Regions from separate parts of the Mus musculus genome. Here regions 1 and 2 are each linked to region 3. The links are chromatin contacts, called in public promoter capture Hi-C maps. All regions are on one chromosome and are shown on one strand. Each heading gives the region's core, a stretch centred on a gene start, on an enhancer-like site or on the middle of the called end of the contact. The rest is flanking DNA. Distances are from core to core; before and after follow the strand shown. Region 1 overlaps Ppp1r16b (protein phosphatase 1, regulatory subunit 16B). Region 2 overlaps Ppp1r16b (protein phosphatase 1, regulatory subunit 16B). Region 3 holds the start of Plcg1 (phospholipase C, gamma 1).

Region 1 (4,747 bases), core at 347-2,846, 2.0 Mb before region 3:
TCCTCACAACGTGATCCGGTGGCTCCCGGCAGTCACGCTGACTGATGGTCAGATGCAGATGCCTCTGAAGTCCCCAGATCTGCTGCATGACCCAAACACCGCAGCCTGGAGTAGGGAATGCCGAGCGTCCGGTTGGCATGGACTCGAAGATGGCGAGGCAGTCAGGACTCAGTGCTGGGCGTGGGCTTGTGCTTACCATGGATTTTCTTGCTTATTAGCTCCAGAGCAGGCCAGTGATTCATGTGATCTCATAATATTTTACTGCATATACAATATCTTGGGTCAGTGTAAAACAGAGACGGGACCAAGCAGTAAGCCACAGCCAGATGCAATGGGTTATTAGTTCACGGGTGCCGTTCGCTCCCATGGAGATAATAAAACAGCTTTCAAGGAGCAGATGACGGGGGAAGTGGACTCGAAAGGGCCTGTGGGTGAGAGAGGGCAGTGCCGGGGTAGGCCTTGAGGCTCAGAGCATGGAATCATGTGACTCTTAAGTTTTAGCCTCTATTCCATAGCCAGGGGCAAATTACTTCAACTCTTTTGGACTCAAGGTTCCTTGGGAAACTGTAATATTCAGAGTTGAAGACTGGGAAGGGGAGCATAGCTGAGGTAAATATTGCTGTTATTTGCTTCTGGTCTCTGTCACAAAAGGCCAGAAGCAAAGTTAGCATGTCTTCCTGGTCTTCCTTCTCCTGTTGCTGCTCGCCGTCTGACTGTATCCACTCTATTGCTCTTTACTAACCTGTCAGTCATTCACACTGAGGGTTGTTCTTACTGTACTCACCTTCCCTTTAGTGTGAAAGAGACGGCGGTTTGTTTTGTAGGTTTGTTTTGTAACAAGCAGGGCCGCGGTGGTGCGTGCTTTTAATCCCAGCACTCAGGAGGCAGAGGCAGGCTGACCTCTGAGTTCAAGGCTCTACAGAATGAGTTCCAGGACAGCCAGAGCTACACAGAGAAAGCCTGTAAAACAGCTTGACCCCACTCACCCCACCCCAACCCCCACCTCCCACCTAGACACACACACACACTACACAATGTGTCACTTAAAGTGTGTTTGCCTCAGGGAGATCTTTCAGGGTCTCTGTAACTAAAAGACCCAGCCTTTAACTTACTTCTGAGTGATACCATAGACTTTTTCTGATCTATTGAGCTAGTGGGACTGTGTGTTTGGATTGGCTCCGGCAGTGTGTATCTTAATTACAAAACCCCTTTGGCAGGCCCCTAATTAGCGTCTGTAAATTGCTCTCTCTAACCTCTTGGAGCCAATGCAATCTGCTCTCTGGTTATTAAAAGATTCCTCAACCCTGGACAATTTTGTTAAAGCTTTCCCAAGTTGCTTGGCACCTAGCTTTTTTGTCAAGAAGACATGGCGGCCACCCTTGCTGGACGGGCTCTGTGTCTGCAGTCACTCCTTCCGGCTCATGGCTTCCTTCTCCATTTGCTGCCTACGCTACTGAAAATAACTTGTGTTCTGGCAAGCCTGAAATGAGATTCCTTCTGATTTAATCAGAGCCATGGCGAAGCTCTTCCAGCTCTCTAGAGGAATCCTCTAGAGCCTGAGGGCCGCTTAGAGGCCGGGCATGGCAAGGGGGTGGAGCCTGCCGGAGCATCACAGTTGGAGCCCTGCCAGGCCCAGCATGGATTTATCTTTTAGCCTTTTAGAGTGAGACCTTGATGGCTTGCAGGTGTTTTGTGGCCTATGCCACGTGGGGTCCATTGTCTCAGTTCCCTGTAACCTCACCTGACAGCCTCAAAGACAGCAGGCAGGACACGGTGTCCCTCCATGCCAGCTGCTCAGGCTGGAGGAGCCAGTATTTTCCAGATAGGGAGAGAATAGGACGTGTTTGTCCCCACTGAAGCTGGGGATTCACTCAGGTTTTGTTTTTTGTTTTTTTCCCAAAGTGGCATTCAACTAGAAAGTGACTGCCCTAGATAAGAGAAGCTGGGGATGATAGAGTAGCTGATGAGTGAGTGTGGGTGGGTGAGAGTGTTGGCCACTAAAGGAGCTGACAAGGTAAGGAGAGGGACTGGGGACAGGGGACAGGGAATGGCTACGAAGAGGGGGTAGCTCTCGAGTGGGTTAAATGTGAGCTGTGGTGGCTGAAGACAGCCCAGCTGGGAGAGGCTGCTCTGCCTTGTGTACAGCTGCCTCCTGTTAGGGCTGGTGTCTGGGTCACAGTTGGTACCCGAACCCGGTCTGCTGCATATCCGTGGGGTACAGCCCTCCTGGACCAGGCTGCGTTGTTACTGTGACAAGGGGGTGGGTGAGGTGGCTAGGTGAGGCTCTCACCTTGGGGAAGATACTCTGAGGACCTGGCATCACCACAGCTCCACCTTTTCTCACCATAACCTACATTTCACCAGCATCCCTCAACCCCTCCTTCTGTCGCTCAGTTCCTCCCTCCCTCCCTTGCACCGTCTCTCCTCTATCTATCTATCTATCTATCTATCTATCTATCTATCTACCTACCTATCTATCTATCTATATTTTTGAGACAGTAGTCCCTCTGTAGCCCTGGCTGGCCTGGAATTCACTGTGTAGACCAAGCTGGCCTTAAAATCACAGACAGCACTTGCCTGCCTCTGTCTCCTGAATCTCCTGCTGCGATATGCACCACCACACCTGGCCCCATTTATTTATCCATTTGTTTGTTGTCAGTGTAGTACCACAGGCTGGCCTTGAAACTCTATGCAGCCGAGGAGGATCTTCAACTTCTAATCTTCCCGCCCCCTCCCAGGATTAAAGGTGTGCCTCACTGTGTCTGCATTTCGTGGTGTTGGAGTGATAGAACCCCAGGGCCTCACGATAGTAGGCAAACACTCTACCCCCTAAGCTACATCCCAGCCTCCTCCCACCCCTGAGCCAATGTCTGTTGGGTGCTTCAGAGTCAAGCAAATCACCATACACCAACCCACTGATGCTCTTAGGGACTCTCTAAACCTCTCGAACATCCCCATATTTCAGATGAACAAACTGAGGCTGGGAGAAGTCTAGTGACTTGCCAGGATCGTGTGCTGTTGGGTTCTATGTGCTGAGTCTGATGCTGCAGCCTGGGACATTCCCCTCTCCTTAAATCCCAGTCTCCCTCCTCTCTAGGTCACTGCACTTGGCAAGGTCTGGGCTAGCAAAAGCTCAACATGAGCCTCCTGCCTAAGCAAGAAACCAGAGGAACAAGCCCAGTGCTCCTGGCCCCCATCTGCCCAGAGGTACAACTGCCTGGCCCCACGGATGCAGACTTCATCTCCAGAGAGGGTCACATAAAGTCCTAGCCTCTGGCCAGGCTCCCCTCAGACATCATTTGCGTGGAGATGTTTATAGTCTGGGTGATTTTCCATCACCCCAAGCATCTGAGAGATGGCGGTCTCCCTTCTATCTGACGCTGTCCTTCGGAGCATCTTAAAACAAGCGTTATGTCAAAGGCCACACTCAGCGAACAGTTTTAACAACATCCTCAGCTAGGCTTTGTGGCATACAACTGTAATCCCAGCCCTGTGGCAACTGTGGCAGGGGGAATCATAAGTTGGAGGCTAGCCTGGACCACAGAAAAACCATCTTCTGCCAGGGATGTAGTTCAGTTGGTAGAGCACTTGCCCAGCATGCACGATGCCCCGGGTTCCATCTCCAGGCCACGTAAACCTGGTGTGATCTTTCAGACCTGTAATTTCAATACTGGGCAGGCTAAGGCAGGAGGATCAAAAGTTCAGAGTTATCCTTGACTACATAGTTAGCCTGGGCTACGTGAGACCCTGTCTCAAACAAAACACTTTATCATCTGGCCAGGTATTTGGAATCATTGCATAAGAATGAGTCTAGGACTTAGAAAAACATGCTAATTCAGGACAGGTTTGCACGTGGGTCCGGAAGAGCCTATCCAACTCCTCCTTTCTCTGGTTAAGCCATCCACTCCAGGAAGCTGGTGACTGGCTACACTGTTTTTCACGAAGGGAGTCTTAAGGTTAAGCGCTGATTAATGGAAGGGGGTTGGACCGGATGTAAACAGAGCAGTAGGTAGGTTTGGGGATGAGCCGAATGCACCCTCCTTGCCTCTGCAGCTGAAAATACATCCTTGAAGCCCACACAACACTGTAGATGCTTCAGAGTTCCATTTTTGGCAAGGATATTCTGGTCTTGGTGTGCTCCATCTAATCTGTAGCTTCTGACTCACGGCACTGGGTGGCAGATCATGGCCTTGACCTGGGTGTCTTCAGGACATAGCTGATGAGCTGGGGAAGGCAGCATCCCCAGGGGGTCTGAGCCTATCGACCTTGGGGTGGATTGGTCTGAGGGCCCGTTAAGGCACCTGGGCACTGTCTGAGCTAGCTGAGGCTGCCATAGACTGAGTACAGTAGGAGGCCTCTTTGATGACACCTGGCTGGGGTTCTCTATAATGTTGAATAAGTTAGAAGAGACTCTTATAGGTAGGGAATGGTACCGGGAAGTCCGTTGTGGATGGACATTCTTGTCCCTCCCACCAGGCTATCTGCGCTGGCAACCCACGTGTCTCCCAGCCCTCTTCAGTCCGATCTCTCCCCGATGTTGTGTTCCTGCAGGAAAGCCCAAATGCAGCCAGTGGTTGGGCAGGGCCTCACCTTTGTTGCCTCGCTCTCCTGGCTCCACCGGGACCCACGTGAGCTGGGCTGAGAACCTGAGCATAAGAAAAGCTATATGAGGAGTGGACAGTGGATGTCAGATGACCACCAGCCCTCAGCCAAAGTCCCCAAGCAGATGAATGGAGGATAAGAACAG
Region 2 (4,999 bases), core at 2,412-4,911, 2.0 Mb before region 3:
GATATGTAGCCAGGGATGGTTTTGAACTCCCAATCCACCTGCTTCTCCCTCCAGGATGCTAGGGGTGCAGATGTTTATCACCAGACTTAGTTTATGAGGTGCTGAGGATTGAACTCGGGGCCTTGTGAATGCTAGGCAAGGACTCTCCCAACTGAGCTATAACCTCAGCCTAGTCTTCTCCGCTTTGGAATGAAGACAATGCCTAGATCTTCAGAACTAATGCAGTATTCCCAAGAGGTGTTCCGGTGGACCTTGGTGGGGGGAGGGGTGCTAATTGGAGGAGCTGCTGCTGTTTCTTGGCATTCTCTCACTGTGGGTTCATTTCATGGGCACAGATAACAGGGCCCTGAAAGGCTTCCCGTTAGCTCAGCTAAGCGTGTGTCTTGCTGTGTGCCTTGACAGTTTTCTCTCTTGTGAATTGGTCTGTCTGCTCACTTGAACCAATACGTCTTCTTAGTTGTCTCGTTGCTAATGCTGCAGACTCTGAAATCTTGCACTTCACGTGGAAGATCTTTTAAAACACTTAGGGTGCTTTGGGAGTCTCTCCTGCTGTTGTTTTCGTGCACAAATTTTGCATTTGGATTCCCAGATCTGCCACTGACTGGCAGAGAGCTGCCATCAATTCTGAGTCACTTTGGCTCCTCCCTCTCTCATCCTGTCCTCCAGGTAGGACCAACTTAACTGCTTCTCAGCATCATTTCACACACCGCAGCAAATAGTTCATATGAGAAGTCTTGTAAAATTCCTCATCCCAGCAACTTCGCAACTGGCTAAGCCTGCCCCTGGCTACAGGGGGGAAGGAAGGGGTGTGGGTGGGGTGTGGGTATAGGGATGACAGCTCTCCAAGACTGTGATCCAAGAGTCTGCAGTGGAGAGAGGAGTCTTGCTAGGGATTGGACCACAGTGTTTTCTCTTTGTTAGGAAGGCCGTGCATTCCACAGTACTGGGGATGGACAAGCAGGTGATCTCTGGATTGAGAGGGATGTCAGTTGGTGGCAGGGCCTCAGCTCTCTCATCCTTTAAAAATGGACCCTCCACAATATGCTGTGTTTCTGTGCTTCAAGGACAGTCTGAGGAGAGGGGGCAGCTAGCTGGACATGTTGCCATCTTCCTGTAGGTGGTTCGGGATGTCAGTTTCTAGAACCTGGCCCTCAGCTCCTTAGCAGGATGGAGCCGAGGTCATTCTATCCACAAGAGCAGCTTAGGATCTTGTCCATCTCTGAAGTGACAGCCATCATGTGTTGTTCAAATAGTGTCCTGGAATCCGGATCCTAGAGGTCCTTCTATCTGGGTTGATAACATTATAGATCTTTAAGACTAGAAGATTAAACTGGCATTGCATGTGTGTGTCTGTGTGTGCGCGCGCATGCATGCTTGTGTATGTGTGTGTATTAATATGTATGTGGACACATGTAGAAGCTAGCGGTTTGTCTTAGAGTTTCTGTTGCTGTGATGAAAATACCATGATCAAAAATCAAGTTGGGAAGGAAAGGATTTATCCAGTTTATACTTCCAGATCATGGTCCATCATTGGAGGAAGTCAGGTCAGGCACTCAAGCAGGGCAGGAACCTGAAGGCAGGAGCTGATGCAGAGGCCATGGGGGTGGGGGTGGTGGGGGTGGGGGGTGGTGGGGGTGGTGGTTCTTACTGGTCTGCTTCTCATGGCTTGCTCAGCCTGCTTTGTTATAGAATCCAGAACCCAGTCCAGGGATAGCACCACCCACAGTGGGCTGGGCCCGTCTCTATTGATCACTAATTGAGAAAATGTCTTACAGCTGGTTCTCATGGAGGCATTTCCTCAATGGAGGCTCCTTCCTGTCTGATGACTCTAGCTTGGGTCAAGTTGACACCCAAAAGCAGCCATTACAAGGTTGATGCTGGGTGTCTTCCTCTCACTTGAACTTCGAGCTTTCCAGTTCATCTACGCAATCTGATCTAGGGAGCCCCTGGCTGCCCCTCCAGAGCACTGTTTGTGTAAGTTCTAGGGATCAGAACACTGGTCCTCATGTTTGAGCAGAGAGTTTTACTCACTAAGCCATATCCCCACATTGAGGACTAGAATCTTAATCAAGGGGGCAAAAGGCAGACCCTGAAATCCAAGTTTAGGCAAGCATGCTGTAGACCAGAATTGCAGTTGATGTGTTCATAGTCCCTGCTCTCTTCTTTGGCCATAGTAGTCATTGTTGATCACTTCCCATTGATAATCTCTCTCTCCTTATACTGCCCCAAATGGACTCCAGCAACCTAAGAGTTAGTACAAGGGAGGAAAGCTTGGTCAAGAATGTCAGATGGCAGGGAGGGGTGCAGAGGGGACGAGTTCTTCACACTCCCAACAGCTGTCCCTTGTTTAATGACCTATGATCTAGGAGGGTATTCTGTGGCCGCAGGTGGCCTGCTTTGAAAATGATCCTCTGGCTTTGGAGGAAGTTTTTTTTTTTTTTTTTTTTTTCTGTTTCTGCACAGGGGATGGGGGTGGGGGTTCCACACCCCCAATCTTGGAGGAACTGTGTTCGTAATATGACTCCCATTTCCCTCTACCTAGCTGTTATATAAGCTTCTTTGGGAAACCGGTGACTGTGATTGATGGGACCACATGGGACGTTTACAGATATTATATCTGCATGTCCCTGTCCTTTGTGTGTGTCCCCTGGGCCCCTCCCCACACTGGCATTCTTACCTACAAGTAGTCTGGCTTCTCTGGGTTCACGTGTCTAACAGGAGGCTCAGTGTGGATGACTGATGTGTTCATGGGCTTCCTGTGTCCACTGAACCATCGACCCCTTTGAAATCCATCTCTTGGAAGCCTAAGGAGGCCATCTCACCTTTACATGAAGCGCCAACCCCAAACATCAACCCATCATCTGCTTGGAATGGACCTGACAGGTTGTGTTGTCAGATGCGGGCTCCAGACATGCTCAGCAAAATCCTTATTCTGTTGGATGCTTTCCCAGCCCAGTCAGGATTGGGGCTCCTGGGAAACTGTCTACCACACCGCTGGCCCTTGTCTCTTTGCAGCCTGATGGGTGGTTATTGAGTATAGGGGAGAGGGACCCCAACATTGTTCTAGGGCTGGCCTCTGATTTTGCATTAGAAGTTTTTTTCCCTCAGGCCTGGCTGACAGCATCCCTATATTACCTGCCCACAAGTCTGATTCTACCTGAGGCTGAAGCAACCAGTGTCCTCAACTAGTCCAAGGAAATGTCATTGGTGCCCCAGAGCTGACCATGATTCATCTCCAGAGAGAGCCCGGGCCATGGGTTATCTGGTCACTCTTTATTCCGATGAATTATGAATTCTGCCTCTCTTCTTTATAAATGTGAAACCCTGTAAATGAGCTTCAGGGTCACCATTAAGAGATCTGAATGAAGTGACATGTCTGGGAGAAGTAGAGTTGAGGAGCAGTTCCTTGGGGACCCTGGTCCTCCATCAGGTTTAGAACCAGGAGGCCTGGGTATGGTGACTGTGCCCAGAGTCTAAAGGGGTCATTCTTGCAGGAGTAGGACAGTCAGTGCACCGAGTCCCCTGACGGTGGGGCCGGAGGGACAGAGGAGATTGCTAATTCGGATATCTGGAGCAAGTCTCCTTGCTCATGCGTGGAGCATCTCGAGCTCTCGAGGGTGATGTTATGCAGCTGTACTGTGGGAGGGCGGGGGTGTGCATCCCTTTAGTGAAGAAGCAAGCCCTGAGTGAGAGCTGGAAGGGAGGAGGCACCGCCCGCCCCGCCGCCGCTGCCCACCCGGGCTGTTTGTTTTGTTTTCTTTTTCCCCTCATGCTCAGTGGCACAGGAAACACGAGGAGAAAAGCACTCGTGGCCCTTCCTCCCGCAGCGCCTGCCAAGACCGCCGAGAAGAATAGCCGAGGAACTGGGAGAAAAAGCCGAACATTTTAACAGTGTGAACTTTGAAACGCTCTCTCTCTGACTCATGTTCGACAGTCTCTTCAATTCGAATTCACCTTCCCTCGTGTTGTTTTTCTCAAACTGGTAGGCTTGATTCCAAAGATGTGTCAATCAGCTGCTCCCTCCTGTGTGTGTGTGTGTGTGGTGTGTGTGTGTGTGTGTGTGTGTGTGTGTGCGCGCCTGTGTGCGTGTGCATGTGTGTGTCCTTTCTCCCAAGTCAACACACATGAATGCTGTTGGAACCCAGCCTTGACCTTCTTCCCTTCCTCAAGGCTGGCCTTCCACTTAGACCTGTTGAGTCTGTAATGGCCTTTGTAGGGGAAAGTCCGCATATTGATAATAGTCTTCTGCAAGAGGCCACAACCCTTCCTGGGGTCCCTAGACCTGCATCTTTAAAAGCATCCTTGCCGCACTTTAAGATATTCTGGGTAATAAGGAACTGGGTTATATAATATATGAGGTGTGTTGGTTTGGCTAGCTGGAGTCCAGCGTCTCATTGTTCAAAGGACCCCTTATTCATCTCCTTTACCACCAAGCACTGGCTGCATGTAGAGACTGCCTTCAGAGCACCTTGGCTTCAGTCTCCTGGCTCCTCAGACAGAGGGAAGAGAAAGCTTCTGGTTGGGCCAACTTAAGGCCTAGGCCTGCCCTAGAACCAATCCCTGTCTGGGCTCAGGCCCTTACCAAGACCTCTGACCAATCAGGGCTCAGGATAATGAAGGAGTTCTAAGACCTCCCATTACTGTGCTCTTCTCAGGAGTACGCTCAGTAGCAGGAGCAACCCCACCAACAGCCTTTCATCTGTTGTGCCTCCTGCTATCCCATGGCTCCGCTTCCACTGAGCACTCTTCCCCTTAAGGGCCAATCTCACGGTGCCCAGATGCGCACCCTGGTCCCTTCTCCTCAAGGCAGCAAGGATGAGTGTGTGCATAGAGAAGAACCAAGTTAAGACTCTGCCAGCCTGGGGGATGGGGGGTAAGGTGACGACACCTTGGTGGCCTGTTCCCGCTTCTCCCAGGGCCCAATGCCTTGGCCTTAAACTTCCTGTTGGTCACAATTGAGCTATTTTGGTATGTGGCCCAGATGTTGGGGAAAGTCAGT
Region 3 (4,438 bases), core at 309-2,808:
ATCTCTTTACACCATTTGGCCTCTCTTGAAGTCCTACAGACATAAGACACAGCTCCTCTTACTTAATGATTGGCCAGCTAGCCAATGGCCACCAGGATTACCTCTCACCCAGTGGGCTCTCTTGTGGAACACAGACACTCAGCTTCCCACTTATTACATAGCCTGACTTCAAGTCACGGGGCTCTGAAACCTTGATTAGAAGATAATTAGGATCATGAGTTGTGCAAGCCAACCTCAAGTCCAGTTTCCGCCTACATCAGAGGCCTGTCACTAGGTGGCAGTCAGTCTATCTCAACTCCCCAGTCCCTCAGGACAAAGTTCCTCAGTGGTATACAGAATTCGGACGTTCTTGAGACCACCCTCAAGGGAAATAGCGCATCTGTCACTATTTGCCTGGCAAAGCGAAGGTGGCCCAGGTGGGTGGGTTGTCCAAACCCATACATCACAAATTCTAGTCTCAGGAATCCCAGGGGAGCTTTCCTGCAAGGGGATGTTGTGTGGGACTTCTCACCTCTGAAATGCAGATGCTGTCCAGAGCTGCAGGGTAGCTGTCCAACTAACTGTCTGCTCATCATTGGCCAGACGGCAGGATCAAGGGATGCCCTCGGGTTTACCCGTGCTGTTCAGAGAACGGCTTTTGGAAGATTGATTTTAAGTTATTTAACAGTCACAGACAGGTGTCATGTCTGGAGAATAGAGGCAAAGTCCGCGGTGAGGGATGAAGCAGGAGAGATAGGGGAAGGCAAGACAGGACTGCTGGGCCACGAAGCTGTGCTGATTTGAAGCACAGTGGGAATTCACGTACGCAATTTCAAAGGCTTTAGTGGTAAATTCTGAAGCTCAGATGCAGGCAAGACCCAAGAGGATAGTGTACACAGAGAGAAGAGGGGTCCTCAGGATCGTGCGTAGAGTGGAGAGAGCCCCAAAGGCAGGAGGGAAGAGCCTCAGTGGATTACTTAGGGATGAGGGAGAGAAGAAAAAAGGTTCTTGCAAGGTGTGGGGTCTTCCAAATTCAGGAGTTCACTGCCATATAGAGAAGGTGTAGCGGGTGAAAGGGGCCATGTGATGAGGATGGCAAGCAAGGCTGTGGCGCAGATGACGAGATGCCTGGGTCGGGAGGTCAGGGGAGACCCAGGATTGGGGTCACCTGTGTCTGCGCAGAGGGGAAGCCACCCTGCAACTGGCCCAGCACTGAGTCCAGAGGAAAATGAGGCAGAGGACAAACCAGAGCTTCGGAGACTAAGTGCAGGTAGGGCGCGGGCGGAGCGTGAGGAGGGCAGCGGACCACGCGAGAGGCCTCGAAGGCCACCGGACCCGCGTCCGAGAGTCTGAGGGCCCTGCCCACACCTGCGTGGCCCCCTCCCCAGAGGCCACACTCCAAGGCCACCCTAGAACCCGTCTGTCTGCTCAAGCCCTTGCAAAAGACGTCTGCGCAGAGGGGGCGTGGCAGGCGTGCTGTCACTCACGGCCTGTTAGCCAATCCACGAGTGCGCCCCTCCCCGGAGAGGGTGCGCGGAGGGCCCGCCCCCGCCGCCACCGCGGGTGTGAGGAGGCCAGGCTGGCGCGGCTCCCTCCGCCCGGCAGCCTTGCCAGGTAACCGGGTTCGGCGGGAGGGCTGGGGGTCGCGCAGCCCCCTCGCTCCCTGGGAGGCGTGCACACTGCCGCGGCGGGTCCCGTGTGGGCCGGAGGCCCGTGCGCGCGTCGGACCGACGGGCCGCAGCCTGTGGGCGGGGTTGCGTGCGTGACGGGCGGCCGTGCCCCGCGTTGTGTCAGGCCTGCGCGGGGAAAGCTCGGCCGAACCGAGGTGTCCAGGTCCGCCCGCTGCGGCCTGCCCCGGGTTGCGGGGCGCAGGCGCGGCGGTGGGCGGGGGTCGTCCCCAGGAGCGTCTTTGTTCCCGGCGCGCTGAGGGCGGAGCCTCACCCCGCCCCGCCCCCGCGCTCAGTCCCCGCCCCGCGTCCGCCCGCAGGAGCTGCCACCGGGTCCCGCTCGCCTCCCCGGCCGCCGCCACCGCCTCCGCCTCCGCCGCTCCGGGCCCGCCGGCTTGCGTCGCCGAGGTCGCTGCAGCATGGCGGGCGTCGCGACCCCCTGCGCCAACGGCTGCGGGCCTGGCGCACCCTCCGAAGCCGAGGTGCTGCACCTCTGCCGCAGCCTCGAGGTGGGCACCGTCATGACTTTGTTCTACTCCAAGAAGTCGCAGCGGCCAGAACGGAAGACCTTCCAGGTCAAGTTGGAGACGCGCCAGATCACATGGAGCCGCGGCGCGGACAAAATCGAGGGGTCCAGTAAGTGCGCCCCACTCCGGCCTGCCTCGCGCCTGCCCGCCTCCCAAACACTTGGGCAAACTTTCGGGCCTCGCGCCTGGCGCCCCGTCTCCGCCCAGTCCCTGGTGGTCACTCTGGGGCGGGTGGAGGGGGGCATCCGGGTCTTGGATCACCTGATAGGACACCCCCTCCCCCAGTAGGGGGGGAGTGTTCCAGGCACTTTGCCCTGAGGCCTAAGAGTCCTCACTGGTTGGACAAGTGGAGTGGGATTCCGGCCCTTAGCATCGGGCGGCTGTCAGTGGCTGTGAGGGGAAGCCAAGACAGGGACCCCCTCATCCAACCTGAGAACCTGGGGAACCGACAAGATCTTCCTGCCCACTGCCATTTCTCCAGAGTGTGCTGTCTGTGAAAACTCCTAAGAGCTCCGGGATGGGCTTATTGGCGCAAGAACCTTTGGAATCCTCATGTAGAACTTAGGCAGATGTTGGGGTAGGGCTGGTTGTGGAGCAGAGCGGGCCTACTCATCTCCCTCTTCTTTGGGAGGATGGGGTATGAAAGCTAAAACCGTGACTGCTTCCCCCTCCCCATGTCCCGTGGATGGTTTTTTTTTTTTTTTTTTTTTTTGCCCCAGATCTGAATTTTGGAGGTCCATGGTGCTAGGCAGCCATCCAAAGCTAGAGCCAGGGCTCCTTTGCCCTTGCAGCATATAACAAGGAGCTTGCATTCAGAAAGGTTCCCTGGCCTTGGGTTTTGAGGTCCAGCCCTTTGTGTTGGATGTTCTCGTGACCACAGGGTAGCCCAGAGTTGCTCCTCTGGTTTCCTGTCGTAGCCTTCCCAGACCTGAGTGTGGTGGGTTTACACACAAGTCTCTGGTGGGAGAAGTAAGTCAGGAGTTTTGAGAAACCTCGGCTCTTTCTGATAGTCATTTTCCTCGGTGTGAGGCAGGATGAGGAGTCTTTGCAACTCCAGGCTTTGAGATGTTTCTTACAAGAACCCCCAAAGAGTCTATGGTTGAAGGGACCTAGCCTAAGAGCCAGGTCTGTGTTAGAGAAGGGGGGGTGGTGTCAGGAAGTAACAACGGAGAGAAGGTCCCACAGATCTTCCTGGGGATGGTGTACATGTGTGTCGATGGGTGAGGAGATGAGGAGGAAGGAAGGTTTCTGTGGTAAGACAGCCATCCTCAACTACAAACTTCAGGTCTGACAGAATTGGCCCTTAACCATCACCAGTGCCCATCAGCCCTGGCCTCCGCTGGAAGAACATTTCAGTGATTTTCAGTGTTGGGGGATGGAACTGCAGACAGTTCCGGTAGTCCTGAGACATCACTCAGACATCAGGTTGCAGGCATGGCATTTTACGTTTGTAGTATTTCCTGTGTTTAAGTGGTGGCATTAGTTCCCCGGTAGCTAGCTCTTGGTAACAGCTGCACTGTAAACCGTGTGTGTAGCCCAGTAGTGGAAGATAGCTATGGTATTTGAAGCCAGTGTGTTAGCTGTACGTCACCCAGCCAGGTGCTTTCCCTCTCGGAGCCTCGGTTCCTCTGTAAGTTAGAAGAAGTATATTTACTATAAATGGTCACTTTTGGAAGTGAGATAGTTGGTGTAAAGTAAGCAAACTAAATATGTAATAGATGCGAGCAGAGACGTTACAGAAGTTTAAGAACCAGTTATTAGTAGCAGTAGCTATGGTAGATGCTTGTCCTCCTAGACCCTGGGATGGGGCTTCTGAGGGAGGTCTAATGTGGCTGTTAGAAAAAGAAAGGGCTCTGAGGGAGGAGGGCCGAGAGAGGGTCCCGTTCTCCTTAATTCATTACCCAGGAAAAAAGAGGAAACTCTTGTTTTGCCGTACATCGTTTACCCTTCTGTTCACCTGTCATGTAAGATGAGTTTCTATGTTTGGAATTTTGTACATTGGATGTCATTGTGAGTTGGGGCCTGGACAGAAAGAAGGGACTTAGAGACAGAACCATCCAGTCCGTTTTGTCTCACTTGGGTCTTTGAGGATGGGTGGCAGGAATACAGAGGACGTCACCTTTCCAGACCCACAAAAGTCACCCAGAGATATGCATGTTTTCATTGGGCCCGACCCTGTGATTTTTGGGGTCCAGAATGAAGGCTGCAGACTAGCCTGTGTGGACTTCATACCTTGTAAATGGAGCCCACCACCGAAGCCCTGCC

What was found. Promoter capture Hi-C pulls out the DNA fragments that hold promoters and counts their contacts.
Region 1: a promoter capture Hi-C map of second pharyngeal arch cranial neural crest shows a contact between it and region 3, with 7 times the contacts expected there. The contact joins the enhancer-like site here to the promoter of Plcg1 in region 3. A contact is called at or near these places in 5 of 39 promoter capture datasets (the 3T3-L1 cell line, cranial neural crest, liver and 2 more) and 3 of 115 datasets of contacts at active chromatin or transcription factors (cardiomyocytes, pro-B cells and thymic regulatory T cells).
Region 2: a promoter capture Hi-C map of hippocampal neurons shows a contact between it and region 3, with 5 times the contacts expected there. The contact joins the enhancer-like site here to the promoter of Plcg1 in region 3. A contact is called at or near these places in 13 of 39 promoter capture datasets (the 3T3-L1 cell line, the C10 cell line, cranial neural crest and 8 more), 1 of 15 datasets of contacts at CTCF or cohesin (large pre-B cells) and 2 of 115 datasets of contacts at active chromatin or transcription factors (embryonic forebrain and forebrain).

Annotation. Positions count from the first base shown.
Region 1 is chr2:158,710,950-158,715,696 of GRCm38.p6, forward strand. The region is part of intron 2 of Ppp1r16b (protein phosphatase 1, regulatory subunit 16B); the gene reads left to right. Among named protein-coding and RNA genes, the nearest start is that of Ppp1r16b, 46 kb to the left of the region's middle. Within about 2 kb of position 1,597, at least 43 of the 459 cell types and tissues checked have an H3K27ac peak or open chromatin away from gene starts, as enhancers often do.
Region 2 is chr2:158,684,295-158,689,293 of GRCm38.p6, forward strand. The region is part of intron 1 of Ppp1r16b (protein phosphatase 1, regulatory subunit 16B); the gene reads left to right. Among named protein-coding and RNA genes, the nearest start is that of Ppp1r16b, 20 kb to the left of the region's middle. Within about 2 kb of position 3,662, at least 58 of the 459 cell types and tissues checked have an H3K27ac peak or open chromatin away from gene starts, as enhancers often do. A contact at or near this core is called in forebrain, hippocampal neurons and liver, where this site is marked.
Region 3 is chr2:160,729,752-160,734,189 of GRCm38.p6, forward strand. Plcg1 (phospholipase C, gamma 1) reads left to right here and starts at 1,559. Exons shown (of 34, transcript NM_021280.3): 1 at 1,559-1,593; 2 at 1,967-2,282. The coding sequence starts at 2,066. It overlaps Gm52567 (a long non-coding RNA gene), which reads right to left and starts at 996. Exons shown (of 2, transcript XR_003954082.1): 1 at 1-996.